Linked DNA regions of Mus musculus: regions 1 and 3 are each linked to region 2. A link is a contact called in public HiChIP or PLAC-seq data. All regions are on one chromosome and are shown on one strand. Each heading gives the region's core, a stretch centred on a gene start, on an enhancer-like site or on the middle of the called end of the contact. The rest is flanking DNA. Distances are from core to core; before and after follow the strand shown.

Region 1 (3,942 bases), core at 583-3,082, 220 kb after region 2:
CTGCCATGAAAAAACCCAAACCAAACTAAACCGGCAACAAAACTCAAAGGACCCCAACCATCAGCAAAGGGCAAAGCCCGAGGGCAGATCCAGGGGCATCGTGTGATATTTCACCCTCTGGATTATCACGGGTGTCACGGAGACTTCTGCGGTCGGCCGTGGCTTTCCTCTTAGGGTTCTTGGAGAGGGTCTACCTGGCTCTAATCAGTTGATGGTTCCCTCTCTCTCTGCTGCCCTAGGGCTCAGGTTTCTCCTTCCAGCTTCCTGGACCTCTTAGGGCTATTTGAGAAGTAAAACAGGTTGGGGCAGACGGGCGTGAGTTAGTGAGTGGGCCTAGTGTGGAAGCCGGGTTTTTGTTAAGTTTCCTGGTGTCTGTCCTTTACAGCAGGGTAGTGAGCACCTAGACCTCCCGCCGATTGCACTTCCTGCACATTCCCTGACCCTTGCACTTCCTGCACATTCCCTGACCCTTGCGCGTGTCTTCTGAATACTGAACCTCCTGCATGCTGCCTGCCCCACTGTGTGCTTACACTGCGTGTGCCTACTGTATGTTGCCTTCCTCCTGCTTGTGCCCTGTGCAAACTGAGTCTAAAGCAGATGGGCCTTGTTCTTGCGTGACAGGGTGTTGTATTCTCACCCAGAAAGTCCATAGTTCTGGGTGTGACCTGACTCTCCCGTGGGGGGGTACATTGGGAAGGTGCGAGGTGAGAGCGGCCAGGTCAGGGTGGAATCGGTTTTTCTCTCAGTCAAACCTGGTTGGTGCGCTACTCTGGGGTAATTCCCAGGTAGGCTCTTAGGTGTCATAGATCAGGTGAGGGAGGGGTGAGTCACACCTGCCTCCCCCTCCCCCTCGGGAGAAACTTCTCTCTCCCCAGGGCTAGGTTTCACTAAGTCGTAAACAGGCCCTGCCCAAGAGATCTTTCTTCCGGTCTCGGCCAGATCCAGTGTAACCCAGCCTGGGGGCTGCCTGGTTGCCTAGTCAAGGGAACGTCCTGGTCCCAGACTAGATCCCTGAATTCCTTGGCCCACTCTAACCCCCTTCTTCGTCCCCCTGGGCTCCTTTTTCCCCTAGCGAAATCGCAGTCTCTTTCGCTGCGGAGCTTTCATTCTCCCTGGGGAATTTCGGGGAGATGGCTTGAAGGGGTGAAGAAGCAGGGGGCTTGGTGAATGGGCCTCGTGTGAGGCCAGGGTTTTCTCCCTTTTTTAAAAGATTAATTTGGTTTCATTTATGTGAGTGTTGCCTGTATATATGTGATGTGCATAGCGTGCGTGCCTGGTGTGCTGGCAGAGGTCAGAACGTGGACTTCACATCTTCAGGAACTGTAGTCAAGAACTTTATGGGTGCTGGTGTTTCAGAGTAAGGTTAGCTGGCCCAGTTTGCTTTCAGTGGCTTTTCCTAGGTGAGCATGTGGGCGGGGCCATCCATGCCAAAGTATCCCTGTGGGCGGAGTTTCCCTGTATGTAAGTAAGCCATGTTTTTGACAATATTGCAAGCAGGCCTATCAAATCCATTAGGAGAATGTTGGCAAGGCCATCTAGTGTCTAGATGAGGCAAAGGTGAGAGTGTGGGCGGAGCTTCGGGTCCTGAAGTGAATCTATAGGTGGGGCTCTCCATCCATCTCCAGCATGTGGGCAGGGTCTCCGTCTTTTAAGGGGTGGAGCTGCTGGGCCGATACGTAATTTTACAGCCCTCCTAGTGGCTCAAACAGTTCCTCTTTCCTTTCCGCCACTAAGGCGCACACTTATCCTCAGACAGACTACATCAGGACCGGCCTGGGAGGACTCTTTGAAGCTAGGTCCTCAGGGTGGCAGTATTTCCACAAGACCAAGCAGAGGTGGTGTCGTTGTGTGCCGGGGAGCAGTGAAGTGCCTCCGCACGTGAAGGGGCTTGCAGCTAAGACCGGGTTCAGTTCCCAGAAATCACAAGGTGAAAGAAGAAAACTGCAGTAGGTTGTTTTCTGACCTCTACATGCGTGTCATGGCATGCACACCACACACACACACACACACACACACACACACACACACACACACACGCACGCGCGCTCGCGCGCGCGCAAGTGGGCCAAGCTGCAGGAACGCTCACCTCCACTAAGGGGTGTTCTTGAGCCTAGGTCCACAGCTCCCCACCAGGAATGGACAGGCCCTTCTTGCCATTCAGTCTCCTGGGACCTCATACTCCTGCCCCAGAGTGGCCTTCTCAGACTATGTCACAACTCGGCTACACTTGCTGCTCTCTCCGCAGGCTCCTAAGGTGCACTGGACCTCGTCTAGTTATCCTGCCGGTCAGCGCGAACCCGGGGCAGGACAGATTCAGATCTCCAGTATTCCACAACTGTTAATATTTTGCAAATGTAAAAAGAAACCCACCCGTAGTTCTCTACATGCGCAGTCAATTTGTAGGTGCCTTAGCAACCTGTTCTAACGCCCGGTGCCTCTCCTTCCAGTGTTGTTTGAGATTTTCAAATTTTCTATCAAACCTTGTTGGACACTTTATGGATGCAGTTCCCACTAGCAAACAGAAGAGGGCGACGCTAGCAAGAGCTATTGCAGGCTCAGGGCTAATCTAGCCGCGGAGCTAGAGATTGCTGCTGGACAGAGAGTTGAGGCTGATGTGAAAAGAGTGGCCTGGGACAGGAGGTAGTGATGCCCCGACTGGAGTTTCTTTGTTTTAAGATTTTAAATTTGCCTGGAGTAGTGGCACACACCTTTAAAGCCCCGCCATCCCACCACCACCACACACACCCTGACTCTGGGTCTCTAAGAGTTCAAGTCCAGTTTGGTCTACATAGTGAGTTCCAGATCATCCAGGTCTAAATAGTGAGATGCTGTCTCAAAATTTTTTATTTGTTTGGTGGTAGTGGTGACTAAAGCAAGGGTCTCATGAGAGCTAGGTAGGCATTCTATTGCTGAGGCATATCCCAATACCTGCCTTGCCCCTTTTTGAGACATTTCTCTGTGTAGCCTTGGCTGTCTGAGAACTCACTCTGTAGACCAGGCTGTCCTTAAACTCAGATATCCACCTGTCTCCTGAGTGTGGGGATTAAAGGCATGTGTGATCACTGCCCAGTTCCATCCCTATTTTTAAAAGACATAACCTACATTTAAATGTACTTTTGTTGTATTTTCAATTTTATAGGTATAGATGTTTTGCTTGCATTTATGTATGTATGTATGTATGTATGTATGTATGTATGTATGTATGTATTTATTGGTTTTTCAAGACAGGGTTTCTCTGTATAGCCCTGGCTGTCCTGGAACTCACTTTGTAGACCAGGCTGGCCTCTAACTGAGAAATCCCTCTGCCTCTTTGCTTGCATTTATGTCTTGCACCAGGTGGTGTGTGCCAAGGGCCCTTGGAGGACAGAAGAGGGCACTAGATCCCTTGCAACTGGAGTTAAACAGAATTGTGAGCCTCCATGTGGGTGCTGACACTTGAACCCAAGTTTTCTGAAAGAGTATCTGGTGCTCTTAATCACTAAACCATTTCTATGGCCCCTCTATCTATCTATCTATCTATCTATCTATCTATCTATCCATCCATTCATCTATTTATAAGACCCATCTTATTACATAGCTCTGGCTATCCTGGATCTCACTACGGAGACCAGGCTGGTCTCTAATTCCCAGAGCTTGGTCTGCTTCTGCCTCTCGATTGCTGGGACTAAAGGTATGTGCCACCACCGCCTGGCTCAGTTTTTAAAATGTATGTACATTTGTGTGTCCGAGGGTGGGTGCAGGACCTACAGAGATGAGACAAGATCATTGGATTCCCTAAAGCTCAAATTGCAGGTGGTTGTAAGCTGTCTGACATGAGTGCTGGGAACAAATTCAGGTCCCCTGTAAGAGCACTGTGTGGTCTTAACTGCTGAGCCATGTCTTCAGTCCCCTGAGGTCTTTCCTTGGGGCCTTGTATTTCTACTTTACTAGAAATTCCCTAGC
Region 2 (3,566 bases), core at 1,045-3,544:
TACAAAATGTTCCATCCTTGACAGAGCCACACAGTGAGACCCTACTGAAAGAAAGAGAAAACAAAAACAAAAACCCAACTGGGGCTTAGAGTCAACAGTGAGGTTAAGTGCACAGAACCTGGGTTCAATCCCCAGCACCCTCACAGTAGCTCACAATCCAAATCTGGCCTCCAGGGTGCTCCAGACACACAGTGCTCCATAGACACATAGGCAGGGAAACATCTATACAGACAAAATTAAAAGGTGGAAAATAATCTCTGTAGGTGGACACTGCCTTTCAGAACTGATGCTAGAAGGGCTGAAGCTGTACTGGCTGGTCCTGAGGTCTATTAATCCCAGATACTAGGGAGGCTAAAGCAGGAGAACCAAAAGTTCAAGGCCTGCCTAAGCCACATGGTGAGTTCCCAGCCAGTCTCAGCAATTTTAATGATGCCCTGACTCAAAATAAAAAACCAGAGGGCCCAGGATGGAGCTTACTAATAGTGCAGGGCCCTACGGTAAATTCCCCAAATATTGAGGAAAGGAAGGGGAGTAAAAGTATCCTAAATATTCAGAACATTTTATTAAATCTACACAGGTGATCGGCAATTCCATCACTTGGGAAGTTAGGAAGGAAAACGTCACACTTAGCTTCCAACACCTACCTTAGACATCAACCTAGGTTACAAGACAATTAAAAATGAAACAACAAAAAACAAAGCAGGAAAGAGGCAAAGGCCAAGAGCAAACTGAAATACTTCACTTGAATCCTTCCTGCTCTTACCTAATCTTTCCAAAGGAAAAGGGGTGGTAAAGATAGCAGGACAGGCAAGTTTGGTAAGGAAACTTAGCTTTTTAAAAAACAAATAAGCCTTAAAAGATTCAACATTCCCCCTACCGGGGGCGGGGGGGGGGGGGGGGGAAGTACTACAACTTTTAACTAAGAGGCTATGCTTGGTCAAGAAATCTTAAAGTAATGATTGGAAATGCTGACTTTGTATTCTAAAACACCAGTTTCACGTACCAGAGAGAGAGAGAGAGAGAGAGAGAGAGAGAGAGAGAGAGAGAGATTGAGAGACAGAGAGACAGGCAGACAGACAGACAGGATCGGGAATGCAGTGTCCAGCCTCTCTGAGTTCGAGGCCAGCCGGTGCTACATGAAGCGCTCCCTCAAAAAAAAAAAAAAAAAAAAAAAGACGGAAAAATGAAACTTCTAAGTGTCAAACTTCTGTGTTCTCTAGGAAATAAATGGCCACCAGAACCATCAATGTACCTTTCTGCTCCTTCCCATCTTCAGTGGGTAAAAAGTTAATGCCAGGTTTTGTGATTTACGGTTCTGTCAGTTCATCCCTGGCCTAAAGTCCACTCCGGAGGAGAAAAACAAAACCCACAAGCCACATCAGTGTCCCCGCACAGCCCACTCAAGACGCAGTAGAGGCTTGCACAAGCCGGATCACGCGGCTGCGCCGGTACAATTTCAAAAACTTAAACTTGACGGTTTCATTTCTATGAAAGGAGAGAGAAATAAAATGCGCAAAGGGAACCCGGCTACCCTCCCTAGTCATTTAGGGCCCGAAGCCAAGTTGGGGAGGAGGGGATTGGTGTTGCGATCACCACCGAGGCCCCGGGGACAAAGTAAGGGGAAAAGGGATGGAGGCGCGCGGTTCCGGGAAGGACGGCTGGAGACGGCCCGGAGGGATCTCGCCGCGGAGCTCCCAAGCCCGGGTAAAGCAGGGCCCCGGGCATCACGGCCCGCGGACGGCCCCGTGCGGTGACAGCTGCCCCGCGAGCCGCGCGCGGCCCATTCGCATCTCGCCATCTCCATCCCTCGCCCTGCGCAGCCGCGGCCGAGCGTCCACACCGCGCGCGGAGAAAGGATACTCCCGGGTGCGGAAGGCCTCCTGAGTGTGCGGGATGGTGAAGAGCGGCTCCTCTCCGGGCAGCGGTTTCACCAGCGGGAAGGGCTTGCGGCCCAGCAGCGGCGCCATCGCGGCGGCGCCGGCAGGGGACGGAGCGCCGAAGGCTCGGCCGCTCTGCTGCGCAGCGCTAGGCCCCGGCAGCCCCGGGGCGAGCGAGCGAGCGAGGCGCCTGGCTCCCGGGGCGATGGGGGAGGGGAGGGGTGAGAGGGCGGCGCGAACTCCGGCTTCCCTCAGAGCTGGCGGGACCGCGCCACGGCCATGGAAGCCAGGGGGACGCCTCGAGGGGAGAAAACGGAGAGATTCTCCTCGCCCCTTCCGGCGCCTTTCACCTCACGCCGATCTCCGCCGCGGCGGCCGCCAGTCACGACTCCTCTCCAGCGGGCACGGGAGGAAATTATTGAAAAATGGCGGGAGATTCCCTTCCTCCCCCCCGCTGCCGGGCCAGCGCACAGACTAACTTGCTTCTCCGTGGCGCCCTGGGGCGGAGGCTCCGATAGGCGGAGGGCTCGTCGGCCTTCGCAGCCTATTGGCTCAGAGAGGCTGCCGCTCCGAGGTCGAGTCCCGCCCCCTGGGCTCCAGCCGCGAAGTTGAGTTGCAGCGCAGCAGAGGGCAGTCTGAAAAGGTGAAAGGTCACGTTATGTAAGAGCCGGGGACGGGCGTGCGGGCCTCCAGTGGCGGACTTCAAAAGTAATGGGACAGCAGTAGGAGGGGGAGGACGAAAAGCGGAAGACTCAAAGAGGTCAGAGCAAAAAGCCCTGTCACTGATACAGACATTGCGCCATCTGTCACCGACGGCGACACCGACATCCGGGCACTCACTGTCCGTGTGCTGCGCCGGAGGGGGGAGGGGGAGCGCGCGGCCAGGGGCTTTGTCTTTCCACTCGCGCTCCGCCCCCCTTCTTAAAGGGGCCGCGCTCGGCCACGCCCGGGGATGCGCGGGTGGAGCTGTACTGGGCGGGAAGTAACTCAGGCCCTCTCCAAACTGAAGTTCCGCATTGGGGCGACTAGGACCCCAACCTTCCCCGACGCGGCATCACTGTAATTGAGAAATGGAGATTAACAGCCTGTTTTTTAAGGACTACAGGGAAGGATAATGAAGAACTTTCTTTAAAAATATGTGGAGGAAGAGCCGCAGAGCAGACTCAGGGGCTAAGATCTTGTACTCGTTCAGAGGACCCAAGTTCAATTCTTAGCTCCCACATCGGGTAGCTGGAACCTGCCTCCGGCTGCAGCTCCAGGAGTTCCCATTCCTCTTGCCTCCTCAGGTGCACGTACTCACGTGCACGTAACATCCCCCACCACGTGTGCACACATACACAATTTAAAAATAAATCTTGAAAGTAAAATAAACGGAAGAATAATAAAGAAGGTTTTCTGTATGTACATATGTAAAAGACTATATTCATTCATATATATGTGTGTGTATATATATATATGTGTGTGTGTATATAGTGCAACTAAGTGATGCAGGTTTTTGAAGCTGGACGGTCCTAAGTGAGTTTGTGACTAACCTGGGCTACAGTCTTACAGGCTGAATAGCAAATCCCTATAACAATAAATAAATAAAGCTATGTTAGAAAACATATGTATTAAGCTCATGGGGCTGGAGAAGTGACTCCGCATGCAATTAAGAGTTCTTCCAGAGATTCTGGGTCTGATTCACAGTTT
Region 3 (3,736 bases), core at 1,098-3,597, 200 kb after region 2:
GGATCTCTGAAAGTTTGAGGCCAGCCTGGTCTACAGAGTGAGTTCCAGGACAGCCAGGGCTACACAGAGAAACCCTGTCTCAAAGGAGAAAAGAAAAGAAAAGAAAAGAAAAGAAAAGAAAAGAAAAGAAGAGGAAAAGAAGAAAGGAAAGGAAAGGAAAGGAAAAAGGAAAGGAAAGGAAAGAAAAAGGGAAAGGAAAGAAAAGAAAAAAGGAAAGGAAAGAGAAAAGAAATTTCTAAGTGTTAGAGAGGCCAACCTTGAACTACATTTCCACCTACACTTTCCAGACGATGTCACCCTTTTAAAGCCTAGGAAGCCAGGGACCTGTCCCCCTCCAAGAGCCCCGCCTCAGTTCCCTTTACCTTGTCCAAGAGGTGCCTCCAGTCTCAATATTGTTTAAAGCTGGGTCCCTCCCTCCCTTGAGGGCACTGGGAAGAAGGTGGGGTGGCCTTTCCCCTCATCTCTCCACCTCCAAGTCAGAAGACTTTGCCAAATGTCCCTTTTAGGTGTCCCCCAACACTCCCAGTGCTGGGAATGGAACCCAAGCCCCATGCATGCTACACAAGTGTCCTACCACTGAGCCACATCCCCACCGTCTGTCTGAATGGCAGTCCTTTAGGTGAGGCATTTGGTCTGAACAATAGGTCTTTTTGTTCCACGTCTCCAAATATGAAATCTCGGTAGAGAATGTAATTCTTTAGCTTGCACATCAGCTACCCCAAATGCCCGGAGCAAGGCTGTGGATACAAGCACAAACCAACTAGGCTGTCCCAGAGAAGAGTCCCTGTGTTCTTCCCCTTGCCCCTCTCCAGCAGAGTTCCTCATACGCCCTCTGGCTGGATTGCTAGATAAACCTCGCTCGCCATAGGGTCTGTGGAGATCAGTGCTGGGATATCTCCCAAGTGTTACCCACCTAGTGAGCACAAAAACTCATGTGTACCCCCACTTTCTCCTTACTCAACCTGTGAAGCTGTTTAAAGCTCGCTGCCCGTGATGAGGGCTATTCGAGGGACAGTCCCCAGCAGGTGCCCCGTAGGGGAGGTGGTAGCCTGTGCGGTGGCGTTCAGGATAAGGAAGCTCCAGCGACTGCAAAAAACGAAAGACTTTTATTGAAAAATATGAAATGGCCCGTTTCATGGTTTGCCTGTCTCTGCCCACTGTGAGCTTCTGCGGGGCTGGCAAGTAGCTGCAGTGGCCACCCCAGCCCAGTTCTTGGGAAGGGCGAGGTTTCTTTGTCCATTCGGCTTGGACAGTTCCTAGGCCCGGTAGTCAGGTGGCAGCCGGAGAAGGGGAGATGCCAGCCTGTCTGTCCTCTTCCAGCCTAGCAAGCAGACTGTGTGTCGTCTGTCACCATCTGGAAGGTGGGGTGGTCTCAGACGCGAGGCTGCACGCTGGACGGGTGGGGTTCATCGACTGCTGGTAGTGGTGACGGTACGGTCTGCGTGCACCCGGCCCCTCAGACGTAGTCCTTGCGGTCGTAGGCGGTGCCGGTACCGGTGCCAGGGCCGGTGGATCGCGGCGCAGAATAGAGGATCTTGGTGGGTGCATACTTGTCGCGCGGTGGGCAGGAGCAACACAGCAAGGCGCCCCCTAGCAACTGCAGCGCGGCGGCAGCCCAGCCCACGTACAACCCAGCTCCCATCTCCCGCTTCTGGGCCTCGGGCACCAACGGGTTATAGAAATCCCTGATGATGGTGTTGGCCGACCAGGACACCGGTACTAAGGTGAGCAGAGCCGCCAACAGGAAAAGCACTCCCGCCACGATGGTGATCTTGGCCTTGGCCGTCTCGTCTTGTACGCAGTTGGTACACTGGGCGCCCACGAGCGCCACGAGGAGCCCGAAGGCGGCCAGCAGGATGGACACCACGATGAGGGCTCGGGCGGCCTGCAGGTCCTGCGGCAGGGCCAGCAGCGAGTCGTACATTTTGCACTGCATCTGACCGGTGCTCTGCACCACGCAGTTCATCCACAGGCCCTCCCAGGTGATCTGCGCCGTGATGATGCTGCTGCCGATGAAGGCCGAAACGCGCCACATGGGAAGGGCGCAGCACACGATGGTGCACAGCCAGCCCAGCACGGCCAGCGACGTGCCGGTGATCTCCAGGCCCATGGACATGGCTGCTGGACTTGAACCGGCTCGGCCGGGCAGCTCAGGGGACTGGGAGACCAGGGATCGCGGCCGCTGGACCTGGGAATCAACTGCCCTTCGAAAACTGACGGACGTCTGTCGCCGGGAACGACGGGTGGGTGGCAAAGGACGGAGCGCGCTTAACGGCTCCTCTCCTGGGGCTCGCACAGAGACTGCCCCTGCACCTGCCTGTGGCTTTGGAGACTGGCTTCTGAGACTGGGTTGGCTCTGGGATGGGGTGGGTTGGACTTAGCTTGGTGCCTAGAGGAGGAGGGTGGAGCTCGCTCTTCTGGCCCAGGGGACAGTGACGTGTGTCCCGTCCAGTCCGGTCCGTCCTCCCCAACCCCCTTCACCATAGGAGAAAGGATTTGGCTAGAACCTCAATGCTGAAGTGTATGTGTTGTGTGTGGCGGGGGTGGGGGTGGGGTGGGAGAGTGTGTATCGAAGGAGGGCGGGGTCGTCTAAGCTCCCTCCCTTCCCAACCTCCCCAAGCTCCTTAAGCATAACGAATTCTCTAGAGCTATACAGAGTGGGAGGGGCGCTTCAAGGATTTGAAGTGCAAATCACCAATTGTAAACTGCTTGACTCTCTTGTCCCCCACCTCCGTCTTCTTTAGCGCGGGAGGCGTAGGATGGAGGCGCGGCCAATTCCTCTGGACAACCCGGACTGGGAGGACCTAGGTGGGGGCGTGGCTGAGGCTGTTTGTCGCCGTAGGTGGATGGAATTGTAGCACCTGCTCCAAGTCCCTCAGGCTTTGACACAAGCACTCTGGCCTTGTCCAAGTGCAACCTGATATACAGAACTCTGAAACCAGGGACAACGACCACCTGCAGAGCCCACTCTGCACCTCAGGGACCGGTGTTGAGTTCAAATTCTTGTCCAGCACCCTCATGTGACCTGGGCTGGTGGCAAGCCTACATGGCTTAGCTCAAATGCCCGCCCACCTAGAAGCTGCTTTCCCCCACGGAGGTTCTCTAGATGGAGTCTTGTTTTCTTTCCTTTGGGGGTGGGGGCGGGGCAGAGTGAGTACCAGGGTGAGTGAACAGTGGGAAAGAGATTTGATACACATGAGAAAAAAAAAAGACGTCTAGCCAGGTGTGTTGGCTCCTGCCTGAGGCTGAGGCAAGCAGACAGCTGTGAGTTCAAGGCCAGATACAGCGAAACTGTGTCTCACAACTCCTGTGCAGAAGCCCTGTGCAGCATGCCATGCCTGTAGTCCCAGAGCTTGGGAAAGTGGAGGCAGGCAGGAGTTCAAGACCATCTTGGCGACACGGAGAATTCAAAGCCAGATGGGCTACATGAGACCCTGGCTCAAACAAGCTACAAAGTAACACCAAAAAAGCCCCCAAAACACCAATTCCTTTTGCCTCCGGACACTGACTCCCCTGCCGCACACCTTGGGGTGGCGCATGCTCCGACTTCTCCCGTTGCCTCTTCCCTTCACCTCAGCTAGGATACAGCTCTTTTGGTTTAGTTTCCTATACATCCTCTTCGAGGACCCGTGCTTGGGGTCCTTTCTCCATGAGACACTCCTACAGCTCTCCGCATAGCTCACTGACCTCGCTTCATAGTTTCAGAGGCTGGAGATGGAGCTCAGTGGCTAGAGTG

What was found. HiChIP or PLAC-seq counts read pairs in DNA pulled down with a chosen protein or histone mark.
Region 1: an H3K4me3 HiChIP or PLAC-seq map of embryonic stem cells shows a contact between it and region 2, with 14 read pairs. The contact joins the enhancer-like site here to the promoter of Baz1b in region 2. A contact is called at or near these places in 2 of 484 Hi-C or Micro-C datasets (CD4 T cells and embryonic stem cells) and 5 of 115 datasets of contacts at active chromatin or transcription factors (bone marrow-derived macrophages, embryonic stem cells and pancreatic cancer cells).
Region 3: an HNF4G HiChIP or PLAC-seq map of pancreatic cancer cells shows a contact between it and region 2. The contact joins the promoter of Cldn3 here to the promoter of Baz1b in region 2. A contact is called at or near these places in 4 of 39 promoter capture datasets (the 3T3-L1 cell line, hippocampal neurons, liver and 1 more), 4 of 115 datasets of contacts at active chromatin or transcription factors (bone marrow-derived macrophages, embryonic stem cells and pancreatic cancer cells) and 2 of 9 other capture datasets (adipose tissue and liver).

What each region holds. Positions count from the first base shown.
Region 1 is chr5:134,964,276-134,968,217 of GRCm38.p6, reverse strand. No RefSeq gene overlaps it. Among named protein-coding and RNA genes, the nearest start is that of Cldn4, 19 kb to the right of the region's middle. Within about 2 kb of position 1,832, at least 146 of the 459 cell types and tissues checked have an H3K27ac peak or open chromatin away from gene starts, as enhancers often do. A contact at or near this core is called in bone marrow-derived macrophages and embryonic stem cells, where this site is marked.
Region 2 is chr5:135,186,051-135,189,616 of GRCm38.p6, reverse strand. It overlaps Baz1b (bromodomain adjacent to zinc finger domain, 1B), which reads right to left and starts at 2,294. Exons shown (of 19, transcript NM_011714.2): 1 at 1,861-2,294. The coding sequence starts at 1,967.
Region 3 is chr5:134,984,825-134,988,560 of GRCm38.p6, reverse strand. Cldn3 (claudin 3) reads right to left here and starts at 2,347. Exons shown (of 1, transcript NM_009902.4): 1 at 1,085-2,347. The coding sequence starts at 2,116. The coding sequence ends at 1,457. It overlaps Wbscr25 (Williams Beuren syndrome chromosome region 25 (human)), which reads left to right. Exons shown (of 5, transcript NR_026907.1): 5 at 971-1,128.